2 separate regions of the Capsicum annuum genome follow, and region 2 is linked to region 1. A link is a contact called in public Hi-C data. All regions are on one chromosome and are shown on one strand. Each heading gives the region's core, a stretch centred on a gene start, on an enhancer-like site or on the middle of the called end of the contact. The rest is flanking DNA. Distances are from core to core; before and after follow the strand shown.

What was found. Hi-C and Micro-C count contacts between places; a contact is called where the count stands out from the background.
Region 2: a contact with region 1 is called in a Hi-C map of bud, with 5 times the contacts expected there. The contact joins the enhancer-like site here to the promoter of LOC107844988 in region 1. A contact is called at or near these places in 2 of 5 Hi-C or Micro-C datasets (bud and placenta).

Annotation. Positions count from the first base shown.
Region 1 is chr8:34,642,637-34,649,066 of UCD10Xv1.1, reverse strand. It overlaps LOC107844988 (putative uncharacterized protein DDB_G0270496), which reads left to right and starts at 2,949. Exons shown (of 14, transcript XM_016689304.2): 1 at 2,949-2,989; 2 at 5,965-6,077; 3 at 6,185-6,420. The coding sequence starts at 5,982.
Region 2 is chr8:34,910,662-34,917,091 of UCD10Xv1.1, reverse strand. No RefSeq gene overlaps it. Among protein-coding and RNA genes, the nearest start is that of LOC107844952, 10 kb to the left of the region's middle. Within about 2 kb of position 2,856, at least 4 of the 5 cell types and tissues checked have an H3K27ac peak or open chromatin away from gene starts, as enhancers often do. A contact at or near this core is called in bud, where this site is marked.

The DNA.
Region 1 (6,430 bases), core at 1,700-4,199:
TTGCAACACCTCACTCTAACTCTAGAAGGCTCATCCATATACTTTTCAATTTGAATCTTTTCTTGAATTGCATATCTAGTTACTATCAATCTAAACTCCTTTACACTTGGAAAAACCAACCCTAATTCCCAAATAATTTTTTCACAAGTTTCATAAAAAACAACTCTATTTTTTTTGTTCTTTCTTCTCACAGGTTGTTGCACTACTTTATCACCATCTCCCCAACCTACTTCATCATTTAATTCAAAGCTAGGAGTTTCATCACTTAGGTAGTAAGGTTCATCACCTCCTAGTTTACTAACTAGGCTATCCCTAGGGCTAACATTTAACTCATCATACCCTATATCTGGACCCTTTTCACCAACATTAACCTGTTCAGTTGTTGTGCCTCTACTTCTTTTTTGTGACCTATTGAAATGTCTTTTACTAGCCCTTATATCAATATATTCTTGATGGATATCACTGTCCAGACTAATATTCCCTTCTGAATTTGAATCATCCTCTAAATTATCATCACTTGGATCCTCATTTATTGTAAGGTCAAAAGGCTTGGAAGGTATATTAGAAGGAAGAGGATCATCAGGATGCTTAGAAGGAAAATTGGGAATAGAAGGCTGAAAATTAGGGCTAGAAGCATCACCCTCATTAATACGGTTCAAATGTTCGCCACCTACCCCATTGTCACTTGTATTGTGGAAATACTCTAATTCAAGTGGGGCCTGATCAGGTTCACTCACCCCATGTAGAACATACACCTCAAATTCATCCCCATTTTTCAACTTGCTGACAATGTCACAAATAACCTTATCACATTTAATTTCTACCAAATAACTATCCCATTTAACAAATAAATCACATGAGGTTGAATATCCTAGATATTTAATGTAGTCTCTTAACTCAAAGTAAGACATTATATCAACATCGTTATCGAAAAACTCAGTCACAGTCCCACCAATATATTCATGTGGGGGACTAAAGTCTATTTCACCCCCATGATACCATCTTAAAGTTACAAGCACAAAAGACATTGAAAGATACTGCAAAAGCAACAATTCAACCACACAAATACATTGAAATCAGTAAACAAAGAGAAAAAAACACCCCACCCCACCCCACCCCACCCCAACCGCCCCCACTTGATACACACACAAAAAGAATTCTGAGTTGTACATGTTACTACAACACCATGACAGTAATAACAACATATGCGAAAAATCGACAAACATGTAGTACATCCATAAGTCAATATGTTCATATTTGCATCAATTTCAGTAAATTACGTTTTTCCCCGAAAAAAACACAACTTCAAAAAATCCATCAAATCGACAAAAATTAAACAAAGACATTGTATATGCATAAGTCAATATGTTCATATTTGCATCAATTTCACTAAATTACGACCTAAAAAATATTTTCCCCTAAAAAAACACAACTTCAAAAAAGCCATGAAACGTTAGAGACGTTAAAATTAAAATGCACAAAATCCTAGCCTGTAAAATCCCCTACTCTTAGGTTAATACGCATTTCCCCCAACAAATTTATCCCCCGAATACTTTCAATCTCCTTCGAATGTGAGCTTAGAGTGTATGTCACGAAAGAAAGAAAAGAAAAATCGAAAAAGAGAGAAAGAAATGGAAATGCATCGTGGAAAATGTTTGGAAATATTTTATTAGAATCGGGTCGGGTTATTGGGTTGAATCCAAATCTTTTAATAATTAAATTATTATTTAAAGAAAGCAACCACACGCCTAAGGGTTGCTGCAGAATATGGTCAAAATGGTGTATTTACAAGGAATTAAAGAATCGTGGTGTAATAGGTCATATCTAAAGTTTAAGTATCTTTTTAAAAAATTCGGACAAGATCAGGGGTCTTTTATGTATTTTGTCTTTTTATAAACAGTTATATGACATAGTGAGGGTATGTACTATTTTTTTTTTAGAATTTTAGTTGTGTTATAATTATGAGAGATGAATAAACAATTGTACTGCTTCATTTTGTAATATAAAATATATGTGCGATACAGTCAAAATTTTGTGGACATTCAAAAATTTAATTCTATGTGCGATACAGTCAAAATTTTTTGGACATTCAAAAATTTAATTCTTTTGAGTTAAAAGCATCAGTTAAAAAAATGATAAATAAAACTTATATTTCATAATTTGTCTTATTTATACAATGCGCGAACTTATTCACTACTATGTATTCTCTGCGTCCCAAATTACTCGTCTCAAATTTCCTAATTTGATTTTCCATTTTACTTATCTTTTTTCATTAATCAAGAAGAGACAATTTTTATTTTTATGTTTTACCCTTTGCATTAATTACTTTTTCTACAAATTAAAATGTAAACATCATTTAATAGGGGTACTATGGTAAACTAACCATGTTATTAATTATTTTTCTTAATCAATGTGTCATCTCAATTTGAGATGAGTAATTTGGGATGAAGGGAGTAATAAAAGACACTATTAATTACCATGTGTAATAATTTTATTTCACAAAAAAATTAAAATAATTAAAGTATATAATGAATTGGATTAAAAAGAGTGACCCGCTTCATATTATTGCAAGGGAAGTACAGCTTGCAGCTCTTCTGCTCCCAACTAGAAAAACCCTCCTCTCTTTTTGTGGGCAAAATTGGTGAGCATCAAGCTGTTGTGGGGCGGAGCTGCGTGGTATTTAGGGGTTTACCCGAATCCCTACATTGTATATGGATAGTGCATTTTTTCCTATATATATATATATTAAACTGAACCCTTGTAATACAAGTAAAAACGTTGGTTCAGCGGCAAAGGGCTCAACGTGTGAGACCTCTCATGTGGGTTCGATACCCAGGTCGTGTCTTTTTCTTTTTTTGCCTCATGTGTTTTTTTTTTTTTTAAAAGAAAGGCTTATTTTCCTTATTTAAAAAACCGAACGCTGTCGTTTCCCCCCATTTTCGGAAAAGGAACAAATTGAATTAAATTAAAAACTCATCACTGTCGTGAGGTAAACGGTTTCAAGTTTCAACATAGTTTCACTCCCTCTTCCCCTTCAAATACCCGATACCCATCTATTTTTTTCACTTTAAAAAAGGCTTTGAAAGTGTTCTTCATCCTCATTTGCACTAAATCTTCAAGTATGTTTCTTAATCTATTCTTTAATTGTTGAAATTGCTCCTTAGTTTCTTGCTTAGGGCCAAAAATTTTGTTGCAATTTCTTTCATGTTTTGGCGCTTGAAGTTGATTTGTCTTTTGTATGTTTTGTTTATTTTGGTGTGTAAGTGATTGTGGAAGTATTGAGTATCCAATTGGATTCAAAATAGTAAGAATTTGAATTGCACACTAAGTGTTTGTCAAATTTCCCAAATGAAACTTCTAAGAGTTTTTCTATGATTTCTAGGGAATTTCTGAGTAATTATGAGTTGTGGTTCATGTTTTTGGTTTATATAGCATGTGTTAACACAAATTGATGAAATAATTCAAAATTGGGGTTGGAAAATTTTGGGGACGATAGGTACGCAGGTACTAAGATCATGGTCTCACTCTCAAATTATTTCTCTGATTTTCTCTCTAACAGACAGAATCACGCTCTTTCACTCCAAGCTGAGCTGAGTGAGCTCCTGCTCGCCTTTCACTTTCACCTTCTGATTATCATCTTCGGCATCTCCTTCCGACCACTATTTGGCTCTGATTTTGTCTAATCTCCGATTTGGAAAACCTTGTTTGTCTCATTTTCCCTTATTCCAAATAGTTTGAGAGGAGTTAGGGAGCGGGCGAATGAGAAAGAGAAGTAGGCATACAAATGGAAACCAGCTTCTTAATATTTCTGCCAGTATGCTTCTTGGGGATTATCCCTAATTTCTGTTGATTCTCCTCTTCCCGACACACCAGCAACTCCTGAGGAAAAAGAAGAAAAGTTGTTCCCAACCTCAGCTTATCTGTTTTAATTCTCGTTCCTCTCTATGTCTTGATTTGAGCTACTGGGCACGGTTTTCAAACTAGTATTGATGTAGTACCACTTTTCTTGGAATGAAACTAACATTTGTTCTCTCTCTCTCTCTCTTTTGTGTAGTTAACTGCTTTTGTTCTATATCTCATCTTCTGACCCGACCCGCTTATTTGTGGATATTAGTAGCATGCTTACTTATGTTGAACCCCCTTGATAAAGATCCTGCCTCTGCCACTACTTGTGGCTTGAGTTCCATATCCATCTGGTAATTTATAACAAACCTTTATGTCTTTTCTTCGGTTTTAAATTCTTGCTTTGCTTTTTCTGATTGCCATTAACACAAATGCTTTTTTAAAAAAAAAAAAACTGTGTTACTTTTAAGCTCTTGTTTTACTACAAATTTTTCTACCTTTTTGCTCCAGTTAACTTCCCATGAATCTTGAAGCATTGTTTTATGTGCCGTAGCTCCTTATGCATGATTTATCTTACTGTTTTATCAACTATTATATTGTGTTCCAACAAAACAGTCATTTAAATGGTTAAATAAAATGGCAAACAACTTAAGTCCCGATAGTTTGGACCTTAATTACATAAAATCTCGATATTTTGCATAATTACTGAAAATCCCGATTTTGGGTCTGTCGAGATACATAGGATATATTTTTTCCTTGGTAAAGATACATAATTAGCTTCCTATACATTTTTTCGATTTTGGGTGTGTCGACATACATAATACATCCAACGAAGATACATTTTTTTCCTTTGTAATGATGTATAATTAGCTCTTGATACATTTTTTCGATTTTGGGTCTATCGAAATGCATAATTAGTTCACGATACATCCAACAAAGATACATAATTAGTTGGGATTTTTGTAATTACTTTGTAAGGGTGGAGATTTGTGTAAATATGGTAATTTAAGTTGTATGTTTATGATATTTTCCTAATACAAACCCTAGTAGGGACTTCTCTCCATCAATTTGAATGCTAAACTAGGTACTCCTTGCTTTAATCCTGAAAAAATGCTTCAGCTGTAACATATGTATACTTTTTTTTTTTTCTTTCTTTTCTCTCTCGTATTTCGTATTTCTCTGATTTATATTTTATTATTTCTTACGCCCTTCTATTATGTCATACATCCTCTTGTTTACTATTCTTTATCTTTAGCCTGGGGTCTATCGGAAACAGCCTCTCTACTTCTTCAGAGGTAGCGGTATGGACTGCGTACATCTTACCCCCTAGACCCTACTTTGTGGGAATACAGTGGGCTTGTTGTTGTTGTTGTTGTTGTTCTTTCTTTTCTAGTTTAATGTTGATTCTGAGTATTTATTTTCCTGTGATTACGGCTCAGAAATTTAGAATTGGTAATTAGCTTCAGATATCCTTAATTTTAATGTTATTTGTTCCTAAGGACTCCAGCTATTGCATCGTAGATAATGTGTTTGATAGTATGTTACAGTAGTAACCTTTGGTCCATCATGGTTGTGAATGTATAGTGCACTGTATATGGAAATGTATATTATGTGAGAAATTAAATACCACGGCATACTTTCATAAGGCGGACACTCGAGGAATTAAATTTTTGGGGCATAAATATGAACATTGATAAGTGGTGAAGTTGCTTCCATGTGACCAAGAGGTCTCGGATTCAAGCTGTGGAAACAACCTTTTACAGAAATGCAGGGTAAGGCTACATACCGTTGAGGTTTGTCCCTTCCACGAACCCCGAGCATAGCGGGTGCTTTAGTATACCGGGCTGCCCTTTATAAAGGTGGAGACTGCAAGGGATAAAAAGTGTGCATTGAGCCATCTCATGGCATACTGCATAAGGAGAGCACTTCACTTATCGAAGTGCTAATTCCTATGAAACTTAAACACGTATAGCCATCTCGAGGCTTTTGAAGTGTGTCTTGCGATTTCCAGATCTACCTTTTAAATATTGCTTTTCAAAAAAATAGGCTTTGTGTTTTTTGTCTTGTCGCACCTTTAATAATCCTATTGATAACTGATGAATTCAGTTTTTGTTTCTTCAGATTTAGGTGGCAGGAAAATGGGCAAGTCTTCAAAGACATCTAAAAAAGTAGAGGGGAGTGAAAGCAACTCTGAATTTGAGAAGGATGAAATATTAAATGAGATGTCGGATGATGTTAGTTTTTCTATCTTAAAATCACTTTCATGTACTTATCTGGTTTTGTCCTTTAACTTTTCATTTCAAATAGTTTACATATGATATATGTTCTTTGATATGCTTAGGCTGAGAACTTTGATGACGACAGCGACAACAACAATGACTTGATTGACAAGGACAATGAGGTCGACCATGATGATAGTGAAGATGAAAGTGGAGAACAAGAGGAAGAGGAAGAGGAGGATGAGGAAGGAGATCAAGAAGAAGAAGAAGAAGAGCGAGAGAAACTGATTGAGGAACAGAAAAATGCTGAAATGGAAGAAATTGAGAAAGAAATTATGGAGCTTAAGCACAAGGAACAGTAAGTTTCT
Region 2 (6,430 bases), core at 1,607-4,106, 270 kb before region 1:
ATAAGATGACCTAAAAAAAATAGAAAAAGAAGAAAAAAAGAATATGTGATCCAAATTCCACAAAATTCATGTGCATGCATGATGCAACAGCACACTTATAAAAAATGAGCAAAACATTGTTTCTTTCCACACAGCTCCAATATCATATGACCCCACAAAATGACATGAGATATCAGTATAAGAAACACAATGTCGAACCATATAAACCATCATGTAACTTGTCAATAGCTGAGTACTTTTCACCTAAGTTGCTCGGACTCAGGTGCGGGTATCCGAGACAGGTGCGAATTCGAGAGTCAGATTCGTCAAAATATAAATTTTAAGATTTGGAGGTGCGAATCCGAGTGTGGATACGAGTGCGGGGACTCGGCTAATAAAAATTAAATATTATAAATATAGAGTTATAAAGATATTCTAAGATTTTTTAGTTAATTTGCTATTTTTAGTTATTTTTGTCTTCTGATTTTACTTTTCAATTAAGAATAGTATTTGTATTAAAAATTTTTCCAAAGTTATAACTCACGTTTATTTACTAAAAATAAAAAATAAATATAATTAAGAAGTTAAATTTAATACTGTCAAAGAAAAATACACTCACCGACAGACAGTGCTGGCAACAGATTATTATTAATTAATTATTAATAGTAAAGGAACTAATTATTAATTAAAAATGGTAAAAAGAAAAGACAAAAGTTTCAAAACACACTTTGACTTGGAAAAAAATAACCCGTCACTGTGTAAACACGAATGCGCGGATGATAGAGTACGACGATGATTTCCGGTACCCTGAGGTGGTACGACGTCTGCGCCGATGATTTCCGGGGACGGCACATCGACAATGCCGTCTCTATTCCGGTGGTCGTTGGTCGGACTTTTTCAGGTAAGTTGCCGGTTAAATATTCAATGTTTCCAGTTAAATTTCTTCTTTATTTCGGTCAACGTCTCCGAAATCGGTTGACCAAATCGGAGACGGTGGAAGCACCCGTCCCCGCCTCAGTCTCATGTCGAGACGGGTTCGGCGGCAAAGCATCCGAGTCCGAGCGACATAGCTTTTCACGAACAAGAGCACGTCCAATTTGTAACACATGTAAAAGAATCAATCTGTTTCTACTTTCCAAGACCACCATCAACAACAATTCCCAATCCCAAGCAAATTATTCTATCCAAAAATGTTACTCAACCATCGTTCTAACTGTTGCTTAGAATCATATGCAGGCAATAGACATCCCACTATTCCTTATCGTAAGGATAACTAAAAACTCGTTCTTCATATCACGAGGAAATATGTCTTGGACTTGAAGGCCTGAGCTGTTTCCATAAGCTTTCAATACTTTTTTGATGAAGCATAAGCTTTTAGAACTTTACCCAAAATGCCACAGCATATCCTAAATACTTCCAGGAATTTGTATCAGTTGAAGTGAGATATTGCAGTAACTGGCTATGTTGCTCGGACTCTCAAAAAAGTCATTGGGCGTGTGTGTTAGATTCTCCAAAAGTAGTGTATTTTTGGAGAAACCGACATGGGTGCGACATTGAAAGTGAAGAGCCCGTGCACTTAGGTTACTGGCCATACAGGATCTGCAATTCTAATTGAGTACTAAAATTTTCAATTTTCAGATGATGGAGAAACCTAGAGCTATCGAATGTGGAATTTAGACTGATCGACATCTCATGGCATACCAGCTGCTGGATGACTTAACCTACTAAATGCGTACTTACTAATGCTCAGTTAGAAAGAAAGATCTGTAGGACATGAATTTGGGCCACATTTCCAAACAGCAGTAAATCTACAAAGGTACTGACTGTTCATCTCTCCTTGAAATGCTTTCCTTGTTTATCTAACTCCTCCCAATACCCTCCATTATATATTTCTACATGGAATTGGATGCTGAATCCCTATCCCCCCTCCCCCCCCTCTTTTATTCAAATACTTGTATAAGCAGAAGATTTCTAGCACAGAAACCGAATCTCTCAATGTCATCAAGCACTAAGAGAGGCTGCTTTCAGAAATTATTCCCTGTAATGCAAATAAACTTCATTCCGACCTATAACTAAAGAAATTCTTAATGCCTTCTTGATGAACAGTCAGACTTTATGGCCAAAAAACCTTACTAATCATTCCAAATAATTGTCAGTCAGATCTTGTATTCTTACTATTACATATTCATTACTCTAATTATTAAAGTTTTTAACTTGAACAATAAACTTCAGAAGTCTGGATTCTTCACCTAGACATACGTAAAATGGGAAGGAACCCGGACAGCTGGTCATATCTTAGCTAACTAACATACAAGACAATGCACAATAACACTATTATAAACCTCAATTTTCTTTTCCAATCTTCCTTCTTCTTTCACAAAAACAATTCAAAATAACCTTCAGCATCAAGATCCCTACTTGAATCAAGTCAATCTAATACCATATGATCAATGCAAAGTCCCGTTTTAACAAAGCAGTTATTCTAAATTCAGAAGCTTAAATCTGCTTTATTTCAACCCCTTATGTGTACTCTCTTAATCTCAATTTTCTGTCACTTTCTTCTTGATTCTAATTTTCTTCGACAAAGAAAGTGGCTTTTCGCGATAATAACTATTTGTTCAGTGATCACCGAGAAATTAACTCACCAATTGGAAGAATAAAGTCTGTTTGTTTTGAGTCAAGTGAACTCCAAAAATATGCTAATAAGAAATGACAAATTCTTAAGCGCATTAAAGAGGTAAAGAGAAAAGAGAATTTACGGAGTAAATGCCGCAGGCGCGAAGAGAAGCCATGGAAGCGGAAGCAGTTGCGCCGACGAAGGCTTTAAGCGGCATCATTTCACATTCACCGGAATAACCTCTCCTATAAGCGTAAATTCCCCATAGTAACTGACCTGTACTCGCGGCGGCCCACCACCGGTAATGGGCGCCGCCGCCGCTAGCGGCGTTTTCTTCGTTTTGGTTCATTTTAACTTCCGATCGCCGGCGTGTAAGGAGCTTAGTACTCGATTTCGGAGTTGTTCTCCATGGGCTTTTCGTTTGGGCTCGTTGTTGGTCCGCTGTAGAAACAAGTTTGGGATCTTTACATATGTATAGCCGATTTAGAGCCCGTTTGGATAGATTGAAAAAAAATGACTTTTAAAAAATTCTTTAAAAGTACTTTTGAAAGTGCTGAAACTTATTTTAAAAATAAGCAGTTACGTGTTTAGATAGAAGTGTTGAAACTGAAAAAAAATTGTTGATGTGTTTGGTAAACAAGTGCTGTTAAGCATTTTTTTTTATCAAAAAATCTGAAATACCTCTAAAACTGTTAACAATATGTAGAGTTGATTATTATTATCTAAAATGATTCAAATTAAAATTAATATATTTATTTTTAATTCTGTTTCAATATATATATATATATATATATAATATTTTCATGAATGACTATTAAATATGTGCGCTAAAAAAAATCTTTTTTCTTGGTTAAGAGAGTTTAAATCATCAAACAAAATAATAAAACATATGTTAAAATCTACAACGGCAAGAATATTTTGAGTCGAATAACCTTTACGACCGATATATGGATAACATTAAGTAGCTTTCGCACTCCTCAAATTCAATTTAGATCAATCTATTTAATAAGTTGGTAATTTTGTATATCAAGATACAAGTAGAGATTAAATCATAAATATTTCATGATAATAATAGTGATAGTAAGATTATGTTTCTAACCCCCCTCATCCCAAAAAAATTTGAATACTGATAAAAATGTGAATACTGATTATATTTTGAATTCGCATTAATTATTATAAATTAATATGAATTTAAATTCAACTCCTATTAATTTAGACTTTAATAGTGCTGCAATAAGTTGGTTAAAAGTTGAAAAAGAGAAAGTGTGGACTATAGTGAAAGAGGAGTGCGTTTTAGGACTACAAGAGGGTAATTTTGAAATAAGTGAAAATTATAAGGGACACAAATAATTTTTTAGTTGGTCAACTTTTAATGGATTATAAGCTTAAAAAAAGGAACAAAAATAGCATCTAAAATTAAAATAATATCCTAAAAATAATCCCTAAAACTAAAAACCCGATAAATAGTCATTCATGCTTAATTCGGCTGAAACTAATCTCAAAAAATAGCCAAATATTTAATTTTTAATTTATAGCCGCATTTATTGACCAAATAGAGACTAACTTTGGTAAGCTTCTTCTGCTTCTTCTTCTTTTTCCTTTTATTTTCATTTTTTATAGTTGTCATTTTACTTCTTTTCTTTTCTTTTTTTAAAGCTTTTTTTTTCCAATTTCATTGTTCCTGCTGGTTTAGTATAAAAAAAAAAATAAAATTTACTTTTTATTGTTTAAACAATCAAATATAAGTTTGTGGTTTATTCTTTTCTAGCTAGTTGATGATGCTATTTTTTTTTATGTTTTTATATAACAATGATAGAATTTGTATACACCATACAAAATATATTTTGTACAATAACTTTACAGTTTATATACCTATTCTATATGACAATTACATAATTTCTATACATGCTATACAATCTTTAGTTGCAATTATTGTATATACTTGTACAGATTTTCTCTGTAAAAGGTGTATTTGTGTGGTATATATACTGTATCGATGTGGTATTAAAGTGTATCAATTTGGTATAAGAGAGTATCAATTGGGTATATGGACACTGCATATACATGTATAGGTTTTTCTTCTGCATATGCATGTATAGGTTTTTCTTCTCACTTGTTATAAAAAGTGTATCAATGTGGTATAAAAGAGTATCAATTGGGTATAGCGACTGCATGTGTTTGCATAAAAAATCCTTTTCCTTTTTTAGAAAGTGTATCAATGTAGTATAAAAATGTATCAATATGGTATAAAAATGTATCAATTGAGTATAAAGACTGCATATGTCTAATTGAGTCAAATGACTAAAAAAGAAAAATAAATTGGGCCAACTGGCTCCAATTGTCCACATTTTTAAATTGTAGGTTATTTCTTTTCAAAGTGGCCATCCCATGTCCTCTCCCCTCCAAAAAAAAAAAAAGTAAGGAATGGACAATTTCTAGCTTTTGACTTTTAAAAAGCCAAAATTGATTTTTTTAAACCAAATTTTAGAATTTTCAAACACTCCTAAAAGTAAAAAGTGACTTTTAGGCCATTTTGACCAACTTATAATCTTATTCAAACACCCTCTTAAACTCCTCTTTACTTTTTCTAGCCACAAGTACAAACATAGGCTATTTTCAGTTTAAGCCTTTTTTTGGAATGACTATTTAGGTTAATTCTTCGATTGTGCTCATCAGAATTAGAATGGGGAAGTGCACAGAGCCAATTTCGAGACCCCATTTAATCAGTAGCCTAAATTTATAAAGTTTTGCAAGTTTAACAAGATGCTCATTTTTACAAGTAACATTTGTGAAAAGGTCATTTTCTACTATTCAATTTCTAAATAGTGATAAGAGATCATTTCCTCTAAAATTTTGCCTAAAGTTTGATATATTACTTATACGAGCAAGCTTCAGAAGGATTGAAGCCAAACTTCATATTAAAGTCCAACTTCATGCGCAAAATTTAGATGAAAGATTAATATTTTTCCATTTATTAGTACATTTTAACAATATAGACATTATATGTTGGCAATAGTTCAGTAGGCGTCAATCATGGAAAACATTGATTCTTCAGTGAAAGAATCAGTTTTTGGCCAACATAGATGTTCTCATGTTCATATACAACAAGATGTATACATGAAGTTTCCACGGTATGCATGCCATCTCTCACCAACAACAGGTACAAAGTAAATTTGTTTACGAAACTTAGGATATATGGGAAGAAATCAGGGGATTGAACCTGAGAAGTCATGGTTCTCAACCCACATTGTTGACCACTACACAACATCCTTGGGTGATTACGAATTTTTTCAAAAAGAGAACAAGAAAACAACAGACAACCCACAACTGTTACAGTAAGAAACAACAAACTGAATACAAAGAAGCCACTCTGATTTTCAGCATTAATCATCTTCTGAAAGGGAATGCTATAAGTTGCTTCTTTGGATCTTGAAGAAGTAAAGCTTCCTGATATTTGATTATTAGCCACGAAATCAAATTATTCTTGGTGGATTTATTTGATGTATTTCAAAGCAACATAGCATACCAAAATGTGAGAAAGGGAAGTGAGCCTAATGTAACATCATTAATTAATCTAGAGAAACATTCAGCATTGATTTGTGGAGCTAAACCAAAAAACATCAGGCTAACTATTACTTTGACATAAATTAAAGTTTGATGAACTACCTTTGATATAAAAATAAACTATAAAACCGAAATTAAACCTAAAAGAAAGATGATGAAGTAGAGATAGAAACACAAGATGCAATAACAGACGGATTTAAAAAACAAAAACACAAGTACTTGCATAAATGAAAGATAGTGAGACATAACTATCACAATACAATAGGAACC